2 separate regions of the Mus musculus genome follow, and region 2 is linked to region 1. Evidence: chromatin contacts called from public HiCAR-type data. All regions are on one chromosome and are shown on one strand. The core of a region is the stretch at or near the end of the contact, and the rest is flanking DNA. Distances in the headings are between cores, read along the strand shown.

Region 1 (7,797 bases), core at 3,770-6,269:
GGAAGAGCAGAACAGGCAGGAGAGCTGCGTGCACAGCAAGACAGAGCAGCACCGACTCGGTGGGCGGGCAGGAAGAGCAGTGACTCAGGACGCGGTTCTCACAAGAGGAGCCGAGCAGAAGCCATCACTTCGGCAACCATACATTTCACCCAGATCCTTGCACCAGTATTTTGTTAATGTCACTGGCCACCAAAGGTGAGCCGCAATGTGAGACTTCGAATTTGAGCCCAAAGCTGTGCGTCCTGGGAGAACAGATGGCCACCTTTAAGTCATGGAGATCCACACAGTCAGAAAGGAAAGCATGTGAGAGCCAGGATGAACTGTGCATCCACCTAAGGAAACCAGAAAGGAACAGGGGAAAAACTATGCGTAGAGAACCCTAGGGACGGAGCACGTGGCTAGCATGCCCCAGCCTCTGGCTCTCACCCACTGGAAAGTAAAAAACGACAATGGCTTCACTGAACTTGTGTCTTGGGGCTGAAGTGCAGGTTTGCTTTGCTCTACTGTCTTGAACTGACAAATGCTGTGCCGCCAACAACTGCAAAGCGGCGTTGGCCACGCTGGGAATGTGGAGCTGGTGGAGGGCTGAGCTCTTTTGTAATGGGAGGGAAAGATAATGAAACAATGCAAGGAAGGGGGCAATATTAAGATAAAGTCATCAATGCTGACAGAGCTGAAAGAATGGCAACTTTTACTGGGAAAGACATGTCCACTCTGGGAAGGACCTCAGACTCAGATGATCACCACAGCAAAGACTTCTCTCCTAAACCATGACAGCCAAAAAACAGTAGGGTGAGAAATGACTCCATGTCCAGACATGCTAGTTACACTTCAACTGTACAGTTAAATTTTAAACCAAAATGATAATAACTCCTAACTAGAAATTTCCTAGTTTCGCATCCTGGCATTATTTGAAAGGATCTGTTTTCAAGTTCCCAATAAATACTATTTACCCATTTTCTCATGAGCTAGACTACTCTATTCTGAATCCAACATGCCAAACTGAGTAAGCTCCAGTACATGCTAAATTATAACTAGTACCTCTTCCTTTGCTCACAGATTTCCATATCAACAAATTTTAAAGGTAAGAGTGTGTGTGTGTGTGTGTGTGTGTGTGTGTATGTGTGTGTGTCTGTGTGTTGTGGGAGGGAGATTGAGCTAGGCCAGCCTTGAACTCCTGATCCTTCTCCAACTCTGCCTTTGGAGTGCTGGCATTACAGGAAAGAAGTACTAAATCCAGCTAAGACTTGTTTGCAAATGCTTACTAGTGCAAACAAAATTATACTATTTCCAAGAAAACTGTAAAATTAAAGGCAGAGGTCAGTGAAACAGATTTCTATGAAGCCATATTTTCAATTTCTGATTCAAGACATGAAATGAAAACAACCAATTCTAACGTCTATGCACAGCTTACAAACACTACTGTTTTCTTGTTATTAAAAAGCAGCATTTATTTTGGTATTTACTACTTTATGTGCATGACTGCTTCCCTGAATGCATATCTGTATGCCATTCGTGTGCCTAGATCCTGAGGCCAGAAGAGGGGGCGGGATCCTCTGGTACTGGAGTTACGGGTGGTAACTGTAAGTGCTGAGTGAGAGCCTAAACCAGGTCCTACACAAGGGCGGCAAGGACTCTTAACCACTAGCCATTTTTCCAGCCCTCTCTGCAGTATTGGTAAGGTGGAGTCAACCAATGTGACACCACACATCTTCCTACCCAGACCCAGAAACGTAAAGACCACTAGGCCTAGCCTTTGTCTAGTCTGGTGACTGCAGAGAGGATAAACAACAGAACACATACAGGAAAGTACCAGCACCTAGGCCAAAATTCCACCCACTTCTGCAAGTGGACTTTCCATGTCAGCTCATCCTGCTCCATGTGACTTCCAGAAGCGCATAAGGACAACACAGCTGCCTGCAACAAGGAGGTCTGGAAACATCCTGGGTGACTCCTCAAGCGGGGTCTTCCTTGCGTGAGGAAAGGAGAGGGAGTCCACTACATCCCCACAGCTACACGCCTTCTTACCCCACTCTGGAAGCTAGGCTGGGCAAGGACAGAAAACAGCATAAACGAGGGTTGACAATCCCTGCAAACAGCCTAACACATAGAGGAGTGTGCTCGCAGACCCTTGAAGAATACCTTAGCTTAGAAACACAAGTTTGCACTCAATTTCATCGGGCTTCCCAGACGACTGGTATGCCTCCATACAAGAGCATACCCAGCATCAATCTCAGAGTAAACCCCAGTCCCATCCTCAAGTAGACTGAGAAGGCGCACGGGGTAGTCTGTGACTTCCCTAACCACTTCCGGTTTGGTCACGCCCTTGAGGAGGATAGCGTGGTATGACTGTCTAAGGGTTCCCCACATGAAAGGATGAAGGGAAGGGAAGATGGAGCAAAGGAGGCCTGTGATGTGAGCAGCCGGGGAACCTGCACAAGGTCAGTTACTCTGGTCTAATGTCAGGCCTCTTCAAATGGGACTCCCAGCTTTACAGTGACCATCCCTTGGGGCTTGTGCAGGAGGCAGTGTATACATGTGGTTTGGGTGTCCCTCTTCCCCAGTCCTTTCCCCTGTGAAATGCGGTGAGCTTATTAAAAAGAAATCAGAACAGCTGAGCTACTAGAGCCAAACCCCAAGTTCATAATTCACCTGTAGGCTGCCTAGGACTTACACTCATAACCAATCTCCCTCAAATGTAGTAAAAATAACGCTATAGCATATCTCAAATCATATCCAATCTCACCATGGTCCCTATTTTAAGGTAAAAATATTTTCAATAACTCTGAGTGGAGAGGTCTGACCCCTGAGCCTAACACAGATTTAAACGCACATTCTTAACAGCATTAAATTTATAGCCAAACTATTAAGCGGCTTATATCACATACGCACATATTACACTGTCAACTATTTACTGTTTCTCTGATACGGGACCCTAGAAAAGCCCCACAGAGAGAAAGAGCCCAATCCACTACTCATGTAAGGCTGAGTCAGAAAGGCAAAATGGTCTAGCAGTGTGGTGTATTAACCAGTAATACTTGTGAGTTACACTATACACTAGCCTCATTTCCACACCTGAAGAGTCAAGAGAAAATGGGTCAATTAAAGCCAACACAGGCAGTAAGGAAAAAAAGAAACAGCTAATAACATTCAAATTACAAACATAGGCGTGGTTATAAGCCATGCCTCTCTGTCCAGTGTTGCTGAGGAGGTCAAGAAGAAGGGGGTAAGGGGTAGGGAGTTGGGGGGGGGGGGGGAGGTGTCAAGAACCATGGTCTTAAAATCTCCTACCTGTTTCTCCCTGCCTAACAACACAATCCGCACCTGTTTCCTCAAGAGTGAGATGACAAACCCAGGTTTCAGCTTTAAGACTAACAGCAGTGTGAAGACTCCTTCCCTTTGAGGTCCGTTCCCCAAGGTGTTCGTGAGAACCACCACACCAGAAAACCTTCCAAACAACTGTGTGTACGTTGGAGAATGTGGTTCTGGCCTCAAAGGCTCAGGTATCTTTCAAGGCATGTGAAACTGCTAGGGTAAGACTGAGGTGCAGGGCTTAAAAGGCTGGGCATCCAGGAAAGGAATGGACTAGGAAAGCAGGCTGAAAGGCAGAGCCGTCAGGAAGCAGAGGAAGAGCAGAGGAAAGAGACATCTCTAACCTAGACAGTTTCAACCTGGCAACCACAGACTAGACCAACTCAAACATGGCCCTGTAATATAAAGGAGCTCAATAGAAAGAAAAATAAGTGTCCCTACTTAAGAATCAGGACATTTCATTTAAAAAAACCAGGCTATCTAGATTCATTGACTACAGCAACTATGGCTGAAGCTTAGATAATGCTGACCCAAATAAAGAGCTAAAAGCTCCCCAAGTCCCAAAGCTAACAGACAATGTCACTAACGCTAATTGGCAGCCTAGCTCTTAGAGAAGGTTAAGGCTTCCCACTCTATACCTTTCCTGTTACCACTAGCTCATTACAGGAATAATTACCATCACACTCGGGCGCTCAATAAACGAAAGCGGTCAAAGCCCACCGCAAAGCACCTCACAACTGAGCTGCTATTATATCCCGTCTTCCTTAACAAGGCTTCAAAAGACCCCTTCTTAGGAAATTGAAAGAGCTCTAAAGGTCCATCTAGACACACCTTATGCTTTAACTTTTGGATCATAAGAAAACTGACTGTCGGAGCTTTTGATTTTCTAAGTCCAAAGACATCTAGAACTGTGCCACGAACTCAGTAGACACCTCCAAACCCTGCACAGTGAAATCGCTTCTAACTTACTGTTTTTCTTCACAGTCAATAAGGAACTGCTCTAAAACTGTGTGCCTGTGTGTGTGTGTGTGTGTGTGTGTGTGTGTAAAAGCAAAGAGTGGTAGGAATACCTAGCCAGGGTCTGACGGGGTAAAACGGAGAGGGCCAGCCTGTGGCCAAAGTCTGTCCAACAGGTGGGAAACTCTTCAAGTGGTGACATCGCAGGACAATTCTGTGGCTGTTACTGGGGCGAACTCACTTCCTCCGAGCTAGGTTAGGGGAAAAGAGCTACAGGGAGTCAGTGGATCATTAAAGGGGCCTCTCTGGATTTCTTTCCCAAATTCCTAGCGCTTTCCCTAACTTCAGGATTGGACAGTTGTCAAAGCGGGAGTGTGGCGGCCTGGGTGACCGAGCTGTGACAGGGTCCACACTCCCGACTCTCTACTGCTCGGTCTGGGTAGCCGACCTGAAACCGAGGGAACCCACGCAGCCCCGCGCCCGCGCCCGCTCCCACGCCCGCCCCGCTCACTCACTGCTCGGCCGGGCATCGCGTCGCGGCCCGGGGCTGCGCGCCGGCCGTCACCTTCCCGCCGTCCCGCGCCGCGGCCCCGGCCTCGCGCGCCGGCGTCTCGGCGCAGCTTGCACCGGGCCACGCTCCGGGCTGGGGCATGGTTCCCCGACTCATCCGCGGCCACGCCGGGCCCTGCCGTCCCGCCGTCCGGAGCCGTGGCTGCGCTGCCCCGCACCCCGCGAGGTCCGCAGAGCGCTTCCGTAAGCGTCACTGTGGCCCGCCCCGCGACCTTTGACCTGCAGCAAGGGGGCGTGGCGAGAGGCTAGGGGACCTGGAACGGGCGGGGCTGGGAATGGAGGGAGGACGCCTGCGCAGAGCGGATTTGAGCCGCGGAGCCTGGAGCGGCCCGCGCCGTGTGCCCACTGCGCATGTCCGGGCTCAGTAGGTGGTGTTGGGGGATGTTGGAGGCTGGGCAGGACACGCGGCTGGGCGGTGTGGAGTTGAGAGAGTTAGGATGCCGGGTAGTACTTACCTCGGTACAGAACTTCATCCTTGGTCCCCTAAAAGTTCTGCTGGCACCGTTCCTCAGTGCCAGCGCGGCCTCTGGAGCCCACGTGGCCTTGACCTCGGCTGTGGGGTCGTAGTTGAGCAAGCACAACATTCTGTGCCATCTTGAATTAGATTGCTTCATGTGATCGATTTAAGAGTAAGAGTAAAGGGCTGACATTAACAGATTTCCAAGGTATGACCGTGGAGGCGCAGAAGCCGGGGAGAGTGGGTGAGTTAGTAGGCATGGCTCCAGCCTTGAGGCAGAACCCGAGTATGGAGCAATAGCGAGGCAGGGACATTTCGGAAGCCTGCAGATAGGTTCAGGGGCAGAACCGAAAAGTAAGATTGGAAGTCAGATCATAAAAAGCCAAGTTTAGATTGATAAGCTTGAGCTTCGTCTTTTCCGTGTTCTCTCTATAAGGCCATTTATGAAAGATCATTTTTGCCTGCAGTTAAATATTAAAGCATAGGACTAAACTGATGTTCAGAGGTGAGGGGAGCACACTAGTGTTAAACATCCCCAAGGCTGATTGGGTGATTAAAACGTCCTTGATTATGGAGAGCTAGAATATTACCGATTAGGAGTAAGCTGCACAGTCTTGGGCGATCTTCAGTTCTCCTTAATAGCCATTTATTGCCAACCTCATTATAGCTTTTAGGTAAATCATTGGGATCTACAGACTTACGGCCAGAATAACATCAGATCACATAACAAACATTTAACAAACATTTCTACCATCTACCTGATGCGTTTTAGAAAGACCTTTGACTTAATGTTTGATTTGTTCTGTTACTATTTAAAAAAACAAACAAACAAACAAAAAAGCAAGGAAGCCATTAGGCTGGAGCATATGGAGACTATTTGGAATAAGTCAAATCTGTGTTCCTGGACCATTGTGCCTCATATTTCCTTGGCTCCAGACTAAACTATCTTACTTTCTTTCAGGGGAGGGCTATGTTCTTTGTAAAGAACCTGTAAAGATAAACTCGGGGAGGTGGGAACATAAGAGGATAAACTATAGAAAGAACATTTGTGCTGGGTGAGATGGTGCACGCCTTTAATCCCACCACTTGGGAGGCAGAGGCAGGCGAATTTCTGAGTTCGAGGCCAGCATGGTCTACAAAGTGAGTTTCAGGACAGCCAGGGCTACACAGAGAAACCCTGCCTCAAAAAAACAAAACAAAACAAAACAAAACAAAAACAAAAACAAGAGAAAGAAAGAAAGAAAGAAAGAAAGAAAGAAAGAAAGAAAGAACGTTTGTCTTGAGACAAATAACTCTGAGGTGTTCTTTTCCTTTTTTTTTTTTTTCTTTAAAAAGTAAGAAACACACCTGCTGAAAATTCAAAGCATAAAATGGTAAGCAAACTGGTTGAGGAACTTAAGGAGGAAGGATTGTAGTAGGTCATCACCCAGTTCACGTCCATCTGGAACATCCCAATCTGACTTCGGGGGGCCGGGGGATGGGGGAAGAATCTCTGTCTATGAGATTAGTAAGGTGATGTCATGTTGGATTGGGGTGTCCTGTAAAGCTATTGATTGGTGTTTTGAGAGGAGAGACTGACCACACAGACAGATAAACAGCAGAGGGAATAAAGCCATGTGGGGAAGAAGACAGAGATTGAAGGAACGCAGCTAAAACCTAAGGAATGATGGAACTTACCAGAAGCTAAGATAAAGCAAACAAAGGCTATCCAAAGACTCTTTGGCTAAAGCTTAACCCTGCCAGCAATCTCACAGCACACTTTCAGCTTCCAAAACTTTAACTTTCTGTTGTTTGCCCTCTGATTTGTTGTTTTTTGTTACAATAGTCTGAGGAAATTAATACAAGGCTCAAGATGAAGATATCTAAAATTTTACCACACTAAATATGTTTGCAACGAGTCTAACAGGTAAAGAGCCTGAATTCAAAATAAGAATTCAGAAATAAGCTTTATTGCCCAGATGGAACTACGTTAGCTCTTGGGCTCTGAGTTGTAATTTAGCCCTTAGCAGTTTCCACATTCACATTTCACACCCACAGAATCTCATATGTATCCATCACATTTGGTGATAATAGGCAGGAAGGAGTGAAATGGGAAGAAAGTGAAGGATGTCTTTAAATTCAGCACTCCATAACTTCAGGGGGCTAAAATCCTAGAAAACCAACAGGCACCCAAGTCAAGGAGTTTCCAGAAAACTCGAAGAATGAATTTAAGGGTGGAGATTAGAAAGGAGTGAGGGGTGTGTGTGTGTGTGTGTGTGTGTGTGTGTGTGTGTGTGTGTGTAGCAGGAGAATCCTAAGAAAGGTTGTGACCAAGGCCTTTCTTAGTAAGGCTTTACTAGGGTGAAGCATGAGAAGGTCAGCTGATCAGGGCAGTTGGCCTACCCATGGCTTGTTTGTGTGCTTCTCCATCTGGTGGGTGGCCTGGAGCTTTGGACACACCTTCAGGACAAATAGTCTCCCTCCCAGGATCTTACTCCTTGGGTGGTTATGCCTCTTAGTTG
Region 2 (7,797 bases), core at 1,559-4,058, 54 kb before region 1:
AGTTTCTGTTCCAGGAACAGACCTCAGCTTTTGGAGACTGTTAAATGACTTGGAGTCAAAAGATGACTTGAAGCCAGATTTTGGGACTGAGCCTAATCTGCTCAGAGCCAACAGTTCGGGGCTCGAAGGCTCAACCTACCTTCTCTTATGTGGACATACCTTCTCATAGCTGGGCTTGAGTGATGGAGGACACCCCACGCCCCTGAGAGGAGAAGAGCCTTCCTCACTATGATTCATGGCCAATAATTTGAACCTCTGTAAACTTGATCTTTAGCAAGTTTAAAATAATGACAGGATCTGGAGAAATACTTATAACTCTCTCCCAGGCAGATGTTGATTTCTTATGTTTAATCCCAGATCTCTCGGTGTGAGACCACCTTAGACATAAGGATGCAGAAGCCCTTATTGGAAGGAGATTTGGAGATGAGGATTTAAAAGATTTTAATTTTCAGAAAAAGAAACAAGTTAGAATAAGTGACTCTACCCAAGCACAGAGTTTTTTTTACATTATAAGTGACAGTATTTGAATTTGTGGCTCGGTTCAGTCTGTTGATCCAACATCTTGGCTGGAGGAGTTGACGCTAAATTTTCTATGTAAAAATTTATGTAGAAAATGTAAAATTAGGTTGTTCTAAACCGAACCTTTAACTGTCAGGGTGTGTGTGTGTGTGCCTTGTAATATCACATGACACATTAATTCTTCCACATCTACTGGTCGTCTGACTCTCTTGCCATTCACAAGCAAATCTACATAACCTAGAGCTACATTACCCATCCATGATAACCTACGAATCAGCCAATCAGCTGCCACCTCTCACTATGGGGCCTGCTCTGTGTGAGGAAGTGAATTCAGGAGGAGAGTGAGGCAGGGAAACAGCGTTTGCTGCTGTAACATGTTAGCATCCTGCTGTTCATGCTTCCGATCATGCCTCATAGGAGAACAGTCTAGTCTGCAGACCACCTGATCAGTGAGATAAAAGAAAGGTTTGGAATCTTTGGTGGGTCTCAAAGGCCCAGTCCAAAAGAGTAGATTGCCAGATAATTAATCCCCTAAGAACAAGGAGGGAATAGACTGGGATTAGCAACTTGACTGGATCCCCACAAGCTGCTATCTAAAGAAAAGAGGACAAAAATTCACAAGAACTGTATCAAGGGGATGTTTGCTTGTGAGGATGCTGTACAGTAGCCATACAGGAGGGGTTAAAGTGCAAACTAGTGGTCCAGATACGGAGCCAAACACAAAGAATAGGTAGCCATGTGTGTAGTTGCCACTTTGTCAGAACCCACAGTTGCTTTCACATTTGTGACTATTAAGTCCTGTGACAACTAGTGAGTCCTAGAAGGCTGTTCATCTCGATAGACTATGTTGTGAGCATGAGGAGAGGATAGTCTCGAGCAGGCAATGAGGGAGACTTCTCTTGCTGGGGAAGGAACTGGCTAACCTGGGCTGAAAATCCTTACTGATATATGCCCACAAAGCTCTCCCACACGCATGCCCGCGAAACTGTCCCACACACATGCCCATGAAGCTCTCCCACATGCATACCTGCAAAGCTTTTACCACATGCATGCCCACGAAGCTCTCCCTCACGCATGCCCACAATGCTTGTCATACTTCCTGATGGGCTCTAGATTTGGGGCTGAAGTAAAAAAAAAAATCACTCACCAGAGTGGCACATGTCTTCCCAGTCATACTGCCGGGGCACAGGTGTCACAGAAACAGATGTCAGAGCACCTGTTTCCACAACCTAGGCCAGCTCCATAAAAGCCAGTAGATATGGCTGCTAAATTTACAGAATTCTTCTCATTAATTCAAATCTCGTTTGGGGATCCCTTCTCCTTTGAACTCTTCCTGACTCAACAAATCGTGGGTGAACAGAGGATCTCTAACAGCTTCGGCTGCTAACAGTAGACTGGCCTCCATCTGACCTCACAAATGGCCCTTTAAGAGCACTGGGCATTTCTCTTTTTAGATTCTCCACTGCTTTAGTTTTGGGGAGCTGGTGCCAAGAACAGGGCCCCTCTTCTCCAGGAGAAGTGGAAAAGAATCTATGCAAAGCAGGGACTTGGCTGACTTGGGGGCCTTCTCTGGCCCCTTTGTACACAGTGGAGAGAGGCAACGATCCAAATGGATCTTGGCAGGTGGAGCTGGCAAGGCACTTCTGGGCAGTGGACAACCTACGCAGCCATCCCAACACCCCCTGAATGCCAGACCCCATGAAAGTCAGACACTTAGAAAGCAAGGATCATGGGGAGGAGACAGTGGAGAGGGTAAGATGGTGAGAGGGAGGAACGGTCGATTTGTCAGAGACGGGAGGTTGCCACGGGAAGACGGACAGAATGACAGAGGTATAGGTGTGCATAAAACAGCAGGGTGAGGAGCCCCCAAACCAGAAAGCTCTCCCCCACTCCCTGGGATGCTGTGAGCCTTTCCAGTACAGGTTGTGAACGTCAGATGAATTTCTGCAGATGTATAGTTTAGAAACCAGTAAATTAGACATAATGTTTTTTGGCTAAGGTTGGGTTTTGGTGAGCTGACCCATGTTAAGAATGCAAGTGTGGAATGCAAAGGCACTTGGGTCATGCCAAGTTTGGAGGACTGCCAGGCCTCCACACTGTATCCCATTGTTCACATGAGAACCAAGCCCTCAGCTTCAACTAGTCAGAGCTGCTTGGGGAAGAAGGCAGGTGTGAGCTGAGTATGTCACTGCCACCTACGACAGAGGAAGAAGCAGACCCGTTGGAATGCCATAGTAGATACAAGGGCATCTGAGCTCAGGACCTGTTGGAATTTAGGGTCTGGTTCTTCAAAGAGAAGTTATTGATCTCACCCACATGAAAGCCATGCACAGGCGCTCACAGTGGTCTGAAGGACAGGCAGGGACACCTCTCTGGGGCTAACTGCCTAGCGGGTCCAGCCAAATGGGCCAGCTCTGGGTTCAGAGAGGACAAAGCCAAGGTGAAGAGTGATGAGAGACAGTGTCTGTTAACCAGTGGCTCCCGTGTCTGCACATACACTCCTGGCTGCACACACATGCGCACACACGTGTACACAAAACGAAGTTAAAATCGATGTCACTCTGACCTGCCGGAGCCGTGGTGAAGACGAGGGCCTGAAGCAGGAACTGGTATCAGTTAGGTTACTTGCCTGAGCTGTAGTTTATCTGTTAACTCTCTCAGTTAATAAAAAGGAGGGAGACCATGAACATGCCTGGGATTTTCTCCTCTATTTGTCATGGGTTGACGACGTGCATCTGTTCATATGCTGCAATGTTGACCCCCGTCCCAGAAGGCAACCTTATTTGGAAATGGGGTTCAGGTTCTATGGGCAAGCTTGGCCCCAAATCCAGTGTGGCTGGTGTTCTTATAAAAGGGAACATGTGGATGCAGACTCAGAAGCCTTTGGGGCTATCATGAGTTCTCCTGCTGTAGAGGCCTGGCCTCACCCATCCTAATTGTATCCTTACACCTGGGCCACTGTCCCTTCCTATTGCTCTAAAACATCCAGATGTAAATCTTTGGTCACTGTAACCCTGGCAATTTAATCTACTGATGTTCCTCCAAGAAAGCAATCTTTTTGTGGTCACCTGAGGCCACAAGGTTGACTCATCAGACTTCCACTCTCCAGCTTCCATCTCTTTAGTTACATATGACATCTTTGGCACTTAGTTAGGAAGTACTCAGACTGCAGGCAGCTCTGCACCTTCCTCTACAGGGGCTGCACTCAGCCTGCAGGAGGCACTCGGCCTGCCCTTGGGAGCTTCATTGTGTCATGGCTGATGGTTTGTGTAAATCTGAGAGCAACAGTCCCCAAGATTAGATTTAGGTAACTGCTTAGTTTTTATTCTTTTAGTATACTTCCACTGGGTCCTTGCAAAATCCTGCCTCCTGTCTTGAAACTTACAAAATGTATTAGAATATGTCCAATTGCTAATAACATGGCCCATAAATTTGGTACGTTTTAATGAAAAGAGACTTATTTTGGCTCAGAATTCTGTGGTCAAGGTCCTCAAATAGCAGGAGACAGGAGGTATGTTTATGCTTGGGTTTGGTCTTTCCCCAACCAGGGTCCACTCTAACCAATAACTTCCTTGAAGCCCCACCTGAAACACTGTTCAAATTATACATCCACCCACTTAAAGTCTCCCAGTGGAGGTTATGTTTCAGCACATCACCCACCACGGCATGGCACTGCCTACCAAGACTGCACAGGTATCCTCAACTTAATACTGAAGACCAGAATAATCCTAGAGAAAAGTAGCTAGACCAGGAACCCTTTGGCTTGTCCGAGAGTGAGGAAGCGGAAAGATAATTAATATACTTCCAGGAAGCATGTTTGAAGATGTTCTGTGGCTACGAGGAAAAAAAAATATGTTATTAGAACAATTTAAATACAAACCCCAAACCCATCCCGGGAAGCAGATAAGAGAACAGTATTAGGAAGAAGGGACTGGGACCAACCCCACTGAAACCCCGAGAACTGTCAGAGAGACCACAGGATGCTGTGCCTGGCCGCTGCTCTGGTAAGAGCTTTGCCCCTCCCCTTGGAAGCCTGAAACAGATTGATTTCCTTGCTCAGAGCAGGTGAGGACCCAGCGAAACTGAAAGTCAGTATCTGTCTGTCTGTCTGTCTCTCTCTCATATTAACTTGTTGGGCATGGTGGTGCAGAAATGACAGATCTCCTCGTGAGCCTGAAGCCAGCCTGTCTACATAGAAACCAGGAAATGCAGGGCTGGGGATATGGTTACTTGGTGAGCGGCTTCCCTAGCGACACAGAGCCACACCCCTGCACTACACAAACTGGGAGTGGTGACCTATGCCTATAATCCTAGCATGGCGGAGGTAGAAACAGATCGGATCAGAAACTCAGCTCATCCTCGGCTGCTTAGGTTAAAGCCAGCTCAATAAAGACCCTGGGCATCTGGTCCAAAGGCTAAGATGCCACGGGGAACCTTTGCTGCGGTGAGAGATCTCTTGGTCAGGGACAATGTGAAGTACTCAGCACCGTCTTGGGTCAGCAGACGGGGTGTCTGGCTTGAACAGCCAGGGCCTCAGCATGACCCCGTGCAGCTGCCCTTAGAACCCAGGCTGGAGAGGGAGGTGCCCTGGGCTTTGTTCCATGGGTGCTGTTCTCAGAGCTCTGGATCAGATGGGCCACTTTTTCAGACTCAAGTAAGAGGTCTGAACAGCACCACCAAATCGTTCTTAGGGATTGTGTCGTCTCTTCTGAGCCCCCAGAGAATGACAGTATTGGGAAACAGCCTATGTGGCAAATGACAAGAAAACCTGCTTGCCAGTCCCTGAGAGCTGCCAGAGGCCTGCCCTTCTGTGTGGAGAGGGATCTTAACTGACAGCTGTGGAGTGCATTGGCCCTCAGCTAGAACCTGAAGCATTCTGGATCCACCCAGATAGTCTTGCTTCACAGGCCTTCATTTAATCACACCTGTTACCAGAGAAAGTATATTTACTAGTTGAGGGGATTAAGGGGTGTGTATTATCTCTGGGTGGTCCTTATACCTCTAACTACAGGCACTAACAGGTACTTTAGAGAAAAAATAAAGTACAGTAGCCCTCCTTAGCCGCAGATTCTCCTTCTGTGGTTTCAGTTACCTGTGGTCAACCACAGAGCAAAAGCACGATATGGAAAGTTCCAGAAAGTTTATAAGTACAGTTCTGAATAGCAGAGTGAAATCCCGTGCCATCTTGTTTATTCCTGCCCAGTACATGAATCTACCCTTTGTCCAGTGTTACCACCCTGCATGCACTACAGGCGTGTTAGTCACTGTCGGGGTTAATCTTGTCAGCTTCGGTGGCTTGAGAAACACCTGGGTGGTTATTAAAGCACACCTCTGGGTGTGTCTGGGAGTATGTTTCTCTAGAGAGAAAGGGAGGGAGAAAGACCAGACCTGTCCTGAGTTTAAGCATCACCGTGACGTGGGCTGGGGCCGCAGATAGAATGAGAGAAATCTCTGGAACGTAGGAGTCCCTCTCTGCTCCGCGGCCACTGTGATGGGAGTTGCTCTTCCTGCACACCTCCCCAGCCATGATAGACCCGATCCTCTAGAGCTGTGACCAAAATGAATGTTTCCTTCCTCGAGTTGTATCTCTCTGGTATTTGATCATAGCAGCACGTGAGCATGCTAGGTGGTCCTTTAGTAGTGGCTGTCTCGTGTGTGCGGTTGAAGGCCAGTGCTATATCATATGGCAGTGATTTTGTACATACCATATTCCTGAGTTATCGTAGCACGGTGCCTCAAGGCCTCGGTCACTTACCTCCCTTCACCTTAGCACGTTATTATCCCACATCATCACACGAACGGTGAGCACAGTTCACTGAGACATTTTTGAAAGAGACCACCGTGACATAATTTTTATAGTGCATTGCTGCAATAGACTCTAACTAGTTTATTAGTTGTTAATTGCCTGCTGTTTATATTTATAAATTGTACTATGTTAGGTATCTAGGCACAAGAAAACGTGTACATAGGACTTAGTACTATGTGTGTATCCCTTGAGGACATAGGCTGAGCCTTTCCCCATTGGCTGATCAGGTGATGGCTAAGCCTTCCCCCATTGGCTGGTCAGGTGGTGGCTAAGCCTTCCCCCATTGGCTGGTCAGGTGGCTACCCCATTGGCTGGTCATGGTGGCTGAGCTTCCCTACCCCCACCCCCACCCCCACCCCCACCCCGTTGGCTGGTCAGGTGATGGCTGAGCCTTCCCCCCATTGGCTGGTAGGTCTAATCTCACAATCTTACTCACTTGGCTTGTGTGGAAAGAGTTGGTGCACAGGAAAGAGGAATAGGAAGAGAGTCACTGCTCAAAGGGAAAAGGGTCACGGCTCCTGTCAAGTTCCTAGGATAGAAATTGTGTAAGCAAATGTTTTACTGGGTGAGGAGGATTGACCATTTGCATGAAGTCTTACAAGATGAGGTAAATACAAAGATTTAGTTCCTTGTCCTAAGACAAATGTTCTCGTGTTTGACAGTCAAGGCTCATCTTGACATTTCTCCCATGTTCGGGGTGTCACAGAGCACCCTCTGTGAAGACCACACAACAGCCAGGAGAATGTGGAAGAGCAGGTGTTTATAAATTAGCCATGGGCCACCAGACTAAGGCCAAGCCCAGCAAGACCCAGGCAGCCATATTCCAGCCGGTCCCTCCTGGAGTCCTCGTTTGGGATCCTACTGGACTCCTGCTTCTGGCATCTCCTAAAGTTGGCTGTCACTTGGGCGTCTTTCCGCAAGTTGGCAGCATGATCTGAGCCTCCGAACATCTAATTATCACAGCATGTTCGGCATCCCTCCTGTCTGGTGAGGCCTTCAGACCCTCTTCATGCAGTCTGTGCACTCTTTCTGGCTTTAAGGCAGCACTGTGCCCTAAACTGGTATGTGTTGCTACTGCAGGATGCCAGGGCCTGAATAATTTTAGATATGGGAGCCTCTGGAGAGGAGAGGGTAGACAGGCACTTGCTGGGGGCCCTGCCAATCCAAGCCTGTGCTCATTCCACAGCTGGTTGGTCTGTCAAGCCCTGATGTCAGAAGGCACGTGAGTGCCATCCCAGCAGAGGCCCACCCAGCCCTGTGGAGGAGAAATTTGGTACTCTGAAGGTCTTAGTCCAGAGGGAAATCTTCACTATCAGGCCTTCCTTTGACACAGGATCCCTCTTTTGAGTCACAGGTCCCTGCCAACGCTGATAGGTTTGGTGTGATCCAACATTGGTGGGCTCCAAGGATTCGCCTCCACCTTTGAAAAGCTGCAAGGTCACCTACATGCTGGTATTCATAGTGTCTGATTC

What was found. HiCAR-type assays count read pairs that join an accessible place to other places.
Region 2: a contact with region 1 is called in a HiCAR-type map of astrocytes, with 3 times the contacts expected there. The contact joins the enhancer-like site here to the promoter of Otulin in region 1. A contact is called at or near these places in 8 of 39 promoter capture datasets (the 3T3-L1 cell line, 3T3-L1-derived adipocytes, hippocampal neurons and 4 more), 11 of 484 Hi-C or Micro-C datasets (B cells, bone marrow-derived macrophages, centroblasts and 5 more), 6 of 115 datasets of contacts at active chromatin or transcription factors (CD8 T cells, astrocytes, bone marrow-derived macrophages and 2 more) and 2 of 9 other capture datasets (adipose tissue and liver).

The regions. Positions count from the first base shown.
Region 1 is chr15:27,625,674-27,633,470 of GRCm38.p6, forward strand. It overlaps Otulin (OTU deubiquitinase with linear linkage specificity), which reads right to left and starts at 5,020. Exons shown (of 7, transcript NM_001013792.2): 1 at 4,785-5,020. The coding sequence starts at 4,936.
Region 2 is chr15:27,573,488-27,581,284 of GRCm38.p6, forward strand. All of the region lies in intron 8 of Ank (progressive ankylosis), which reads left to right. Among named protein-coding and RNA genes, the nearest start is that of Mir7117, 5.9 kb to the left of the region's middle. Within about 2 kb of position 2,809, at least 47 of the 459 cell types and tissues checked have an H3K27ac peak or open chromatin away from gene starts, as enhancers often do. A contact at or near this core is called in astrocytes, where this site is marked.